Linked DNA regions of Mus musculus: region 2 is linked to region 1. The links are chromatin contacts, called in public Hi-C maps. All regions are on one chromosome and are shown on one strand. The core of a region is the stretch at or near the end of the contact, and the rest is flanking DNA. Distances in the headings are between cores, read along the strand shown.

Region 1 (2,821 bases), core at 125-2,624:
TTCCACCATGGGGCTCTCTTCACAGACAGGAGAGCCACCTGAGTCAGGCATAGTGGTACATGCCTTAAATCCCAGCCCTTGGAGACAGAGGAGGTGGATTTCTATGAGTTCGAGGCTGGCCTGGTTTACAGGGTGAAACCCAAAACACCCAGAACTACATAGAGAGACCCTGTCTCAAGAAGAAAAGAAAGGACAAAAAAGTTACAATCAACAGAGGGAAGGTGCCGGGAGGCAAGACTGAGCGGTGGGGGAGAGGGGGCCAGGCTGAGCCAGGGCAGAGCTAGAAAACGGCCGGAGCAGAGACTCAGCAGACAACAAGAGGATCAGATTAAGAAGGACGGGGCTAGGGTTGGGGACATCAAAAAAAGGACTATCCAGGCTGTGTGGCCACTACTCGCCTGCCTCTCCTCCAGTGACTAATGGCAGGCCATCCATTGTGGCTGACATTAATGCTTCCCGCCATCCGTCTCCTACTCATTAAATTACCATTTTATGGCCAAAATCTTTCTCTCTCATAATTGATAAAAATCTCCTTTTGATGTTTGGCATTATTGAGGAAAAATGTTTTTTATTCTTCATTATGTTTTTAATATAAATGTATTTTTTTTTTTTATTGAGATCTGCTGGGAAGGCAGGATGAGGACAAGCCAGGAGGAGGGTAATGCTCCCTTCCCCCTCCCCCTGCTTCTTCATCCCAGCTGCATGGCTACCAGATCCTTCTGTTCCATTCCCAGAACACTCACTTGGTGGCCTTCTTAGCGACAATCTGGGAGACAAGATGGGTGCCAGGACAAACAAAGGTGGCATTCAGGCCAGGAGAAGCAGGTCAAAGGACAGCTGAGCCGAACAATGAGATCCTATAGATGACTGCAGGCCAGTGAGGCAGGCTGACCTCAGCAGGCCCGGCCAGAGTATGAACACCAGGGACCAGGAACCAGGGAGCAAGCACCCCCTCCCCACCCCCCAGGGAGAAGGGCTAACACAATTTCTGCACAGGGGGAGCTCAAGAAATACCATGCCTAACAGGAGGTCAGAGAGTACAGTGCTCTAACAGTCCGCCTGAGCTCACCTTCCCAGTCTACAGAAAAAGAAACAGGAAATAGACCGAGGCCACAAAACTACTATTGTATTGATTCAATGCAAACATCAAGGGTCACGTGAAGGTCCCCTCAAGGGCCACATGGAGAACTGAGGTGGTTCGTCTGTGCTCCGTCCTGCCTAGGTCACTGCGCTCAGATACTGGAGTAAATGTTACTATACATGGATTTTCCGTTTCTTTTCTTTTTTTTTTTTTTTGCCTGGGGACTGACGTCAGAGCCAGAGCCTTGAGAAAGCTAGGCAAGCACTCTTCCACTGAGCTACACAGGAAATCCAAAACCCAGCCCCTGGGTTGTAAGACATTGCCTCACCATGTAGACCAGGCTGGCCTCCAACTCTCAATGCTCCTGTCTCCACCTCCACAGTACTGGGACTACAGACCTTCGCATCCAATTTATTAGTAAAACAGGTTGCCCTCCATATGTGAGTGGGCCTCATGCGATCAGATGATATCCCTGAAGCAAGAGGGGATCCTGCCAGCAGATGGCCTTCACGGTTGAACCTGAACTACACTACTGGTTCTTACTAGGATTCTGGCATGACCGCTCTGCCAGTTTTGGACTTGTCAGCCTAGACAATCACATAATCCAGGTTTTAAACAAATCTATCTTTCTACATATCTATAAACATGCATACATCCGAGATACAATACAATCATGTCTCATTTCTTCAGTGTCTTCTGAATAACCCAGAATAACATAGGAATGAAACTGTTCCCAGCCCTAGTGAAGAGGCAAGAGCCCAAGGGAAAAGCTGCCTGCAGGGGACACTTCACCAAGATTTCCGTGAGCCAGCAGCACTTCTGTGCTCCCTGCCCAGACTATCGCTTCACCTACCTCTCCTTCCTTCCTGTCTTTGTTCTGGTGGGTCCTTGTACCCCACAGTGTTGTCTTTCTGGCCAGGACCACCATGTTGAATAAGCAGCTGACATCTTTAGGGCAGGAGTTTCCTATCTTTTCTGAACTTTTGATTCAACCCAGAACAAAACATGACCAATCATCCTCCACGTGCCCCTGTGAGCTCATACAAAAATGAATGTATGTACCTGGTATACAACAGCACCCCTATATCTCTTCTGAATCTCCACAGAAATTCCAGCCTCATGTTCCACGGAGAACACTAAGTCCCTATAACATATAGCACTCATGAAAACACATTGCATCCATCCCTAGCAACTATTAACAACAAAATAAAGTCAATTCTATATCCCTGCACCCCTGGTAGGGGAGTTCAATGACAAAAGACAGACATAAACATGTTTCAGAGGTCACAAACCAAGCAAGGGCTTCCCTTAAGAAAGGCTGGTGTTTCTAGACTCAACTGTAGCCAGTGACGTCATTCTCTTTAACTTCTCCTAAAATTTTAGGGGTGAAGGAGCCTCTGTCCATGGTTTCCATTTTGCTTGCTCTGTTTTCTTTTCCTTTATTTCAGTATAGCCTCACTCACATATCGCAGGCTGGCCTCAAACTCATGATCCCAGCATCTCGAGAACTACGATATGGATGTCCATACCGTGTCTACGTGCTTGGATCATCTGTAAACATGTTACATCCTGACTCGCTTGTGTCCGTGGAGAGACATGCCTATGCAGGAGTGTGTCTGCAATTAAAGACGGCAGTGCCAGTGTAGCTGACAAAGATGGCAGTGCCAGTGTAGCTGATAATCATTATGATCACTTCCTGGGCGCCACTAACCCTGAACTCTGCTTACTTTACTTGCCCAC
Region 2 (2,821 bases), core at 192-2,691, 74 kb before region 1:
ACAACACAACTCCTGCACCCAAGGCTCAGGGAACAATGCAGAAGAGGGACAGAAAGAGTAAGAGACAGGAAGTCAAGTGCAAGATTGTTTCTTCTAGATAAGATAGACAAGACACACTCATAAATTCTCACCAATATGGCTGACTAGACAAGACCTGAACAACCCAAACACAAGTTGACATCCTGACATGGATAGGAGAATCTCAGGGGAATTACCCTGTGATGAAGAGCTACACACAGTTAACAACAACAGCCGAGAGAGGGAAAATTAGTCTTCATTCTCCGGGGATGAGCCTACCAATTGGTTATCCAATACCAAGTGGTCAGATCTAAAATAGATACATACAATTAACACTAAGCAGACTCAGCAGGTCATAGTTATATACTTATAAAACAATATTAAAGAAAAAGAGGTCATGGATTTGAAGGAGGGACATGGGAAGTGTTGAACAGAGTAGAGGGAGGGGGTTATGTTAAATTTTAATTTCTAAAAAAAATTAGCCACTTTAAAAAAAAAGCTTTTCTTAAGTTTCATGTCTTCATTTACTCCCTTTGATTTTATTTCTGTGTAGCATGAGAAACAGAAATCTTATATTGTCATCACCCACATGTGGAGATCCAATTTTCTGAGCTCAATTCATTAAAGGGGCTCTTTTCTCCAATACATGCTTTTGTCAAGAATCAAAGGTTATGGATTTATAGATTTAATTCTGTATAGCTCTATTCTTTACCACTGGTGTCTGTGTCTGTTTATTGGGCCAGTACTATGTGTTTTTGTTGCTATGTCTCCATAGTATAATTTGCACCCAGGTGTTGTGACTTCATGATCCTTTCCATCATCATTATCCTTTTGCTTGGTTATTTGGGATCCTTGGTAGTTCTGTATGAATTTTTTTGGATTGGATTGTAGTCCTGTGAATTGACTCTTTAGACTTTTGATGGGGACTGCTTTGAATTGGTGGGTTGCTTCTGATAATACGGCCATTTTCACAGTACTCACGCTGCTAACCCATTAATAGGTGAGGGCTCTCCATCTTTTACTTTCCTTACAGTTTTAATTATAAGAGTTCTTTTCCCTCCTTGGCTGGGTCTATTTCCAGGTTTTGTGTTTGAGTCTATGATGAATGGGATTAGTTCGTTGATTTCTTTCTCAGCAGGTTCATTATTGGTATGTAAAAAAAAAAAAAAAAAAAAAAATGACTGGTTTCCATATGCTTATTGTATGGGCTGTTCCCTTTCAGAAAGCACATATCCAATCTAAGAGGTGTTTTGTTGTTGTTGTTTTGGGGGTTTGTGGGGTTTGTTTGGTGAAGTTTTGGTGTCTTTTAAGATCATAGGATCTACAAATAGGTACAACTTGACTTCTCCATTTCCTATCTGTGCTCCTTTCATTGTTTCTCTTTCTTTAATCCTCTGGCATTATACCAGAGAGTAGTAGAGAGTAGTGAAACCGGAAGCCCAGGTCTCACTTAGAGACATGCTTTCAGTTCATAACACACAGTACGATGGTTAACTTGCTGCATGATGTTCAAAGCTGGTTCTGAGGGCAGGGTTTGTTCCCCCCTTCCTACTTTAGGCCCACGCATGTTTATTCCAAGTGTCCCCCCAAACCTGGAGGAGACTATCCCCTTATCCCAGTGGCAGGAACAAAAGAGAACAACAAACTGCCTAACAATAAAAACAATGTCCTTGAAAACAGATAGAAGTTAAACCATTTTCAACAGAAGTTACTGTTGTTCCCATGGTATAAAAATGCCTGTAGTGTGGAAACTAGATGCCAGAAGTCCATGCGAAGAAAACTCTCAGCTGAGCATCTCAGCCAACTGCCTCACCTCAGCTTCCCTGGCTAACATCTCCTGGATGTTGTAAGCACTAATTTGACAATGCTGACTTTATTGGCTCTCTCAATTCAGCTACTCCATAAGATATGGGCCTTCTAGCCCTAATTTCTGCAGAGTTTTCATGGTGGAGAGATACTTGATTCCCCCCCCCCCCCCAAGGCTTTCTTTCTGTCTTTTGAGAAATCATGTGGGTTTTGCTCCTGATTATATTTATGTCCTACTTTACATCTATTGATTTGCATATGCTAATGCTAATGCATATGCTAATACACCCTTATATCTCTAGAATCAAATCAGTTTGAGCATAGTCTGTAATCTTTTTAAAGCCTTGTTAAATTTGGCTTTCCAAGTACTTTACTGAAGAAGGAAACTGTTCTATAGTTCCTGGGGTTTGTGATATACTTATTTGGCATTGGTATTGAAGAAGGACTGACTCTGTAGAATGAACCTGGAAGCTCGCCTTCTCGTTCTATTTTATGTAATATTCTGAGGGGTATTGGTTTTTGCTAGTTTTGCTTTAGAAACTTGGTAGAAGTCATCAGTGAATATATTTGATTCTGGGCTTTATCCATTTATTCTACTTTCCAAGTAATTAGGATGTAAGTATTCATAATATTCTCTATCGATCCTCTGGATTTCATTGGTATCTATTATGAAGAACAGATCTGTAGATGAGCACTGAAGGAACTATTACTGTATCTGGACCTAACTGTGTCTTTATGTCCAGTAGTTTTGTTCTATAAAATGAATGTCACCAATATTCAGTGTGTATATATTTATGATTATGATATCTTCTAGATAGATTTATCAATATTCAAAACAATGTCATTTTGACTTGAGGTCTACTTTGTCATAAGTGAGTACAACTACTGCTGGCTTTCATATTCTATTTTCTTGGAATATTATTTTCTAACTGTTCATTTTTGGTTCACACAGATGAGTTTTTTTTTCAAGATAGCAAATCATCGGGCTTTTTGTTTT

Evidence for each region. A called contact is a pair of places that touch in the nucleus more often than the background predicts.
Region 2: a Hi-C map of the HPC-7 cell line shows a contact between it and region 1, with 2.7 times the contacts expected there. The contact joins two enhancer-like sites. A contact is called at or near these places in 4 of 484 Hi-C or Micro-C datasets (CD4 T cells, the HPC-7 cell line and olfactory sensory neurons), 1 of 115 datasets of contacts at active chromatin or transcription factors (memory CD8 T cells) and 3 of 9 other capture datasets (adipose tissue, liver and pancreatic islet).

What each region holds. Positions count from the first base shown.
Region 1 is chr12:88,406,869-88,409,689 of GRCm38.p6, reverse strand. The region is part of intron 4 of Adck1 (aarF domain containing kinase 1); the gene reads right to left. Among named protein-coding and RNA genes, the nearest start is that of 3200001D21Rik, 31 kb to the right of the region's middle. Within about 2 kb of position 1,374, at least 45 of the 459 cell types and tissues checked have an H3K27ac peak or open chromatin away from gene starts, as enhancers often do.
Region 2 is chr12:88,480,486-88,483,306 of GRCm38.p6, reverse strand. No RefSeq gene overlaps it. Among named protein-coding and RNA genes, the nearest start is that of 4930473H19Rik, 40 kb to the right of the region's middle. Within about 2 kb of position 1,441, at least 3 of the 459 cell types and tissues checked have an H3K27ac peak or open chromatin away from gene starts, as enhancers often do.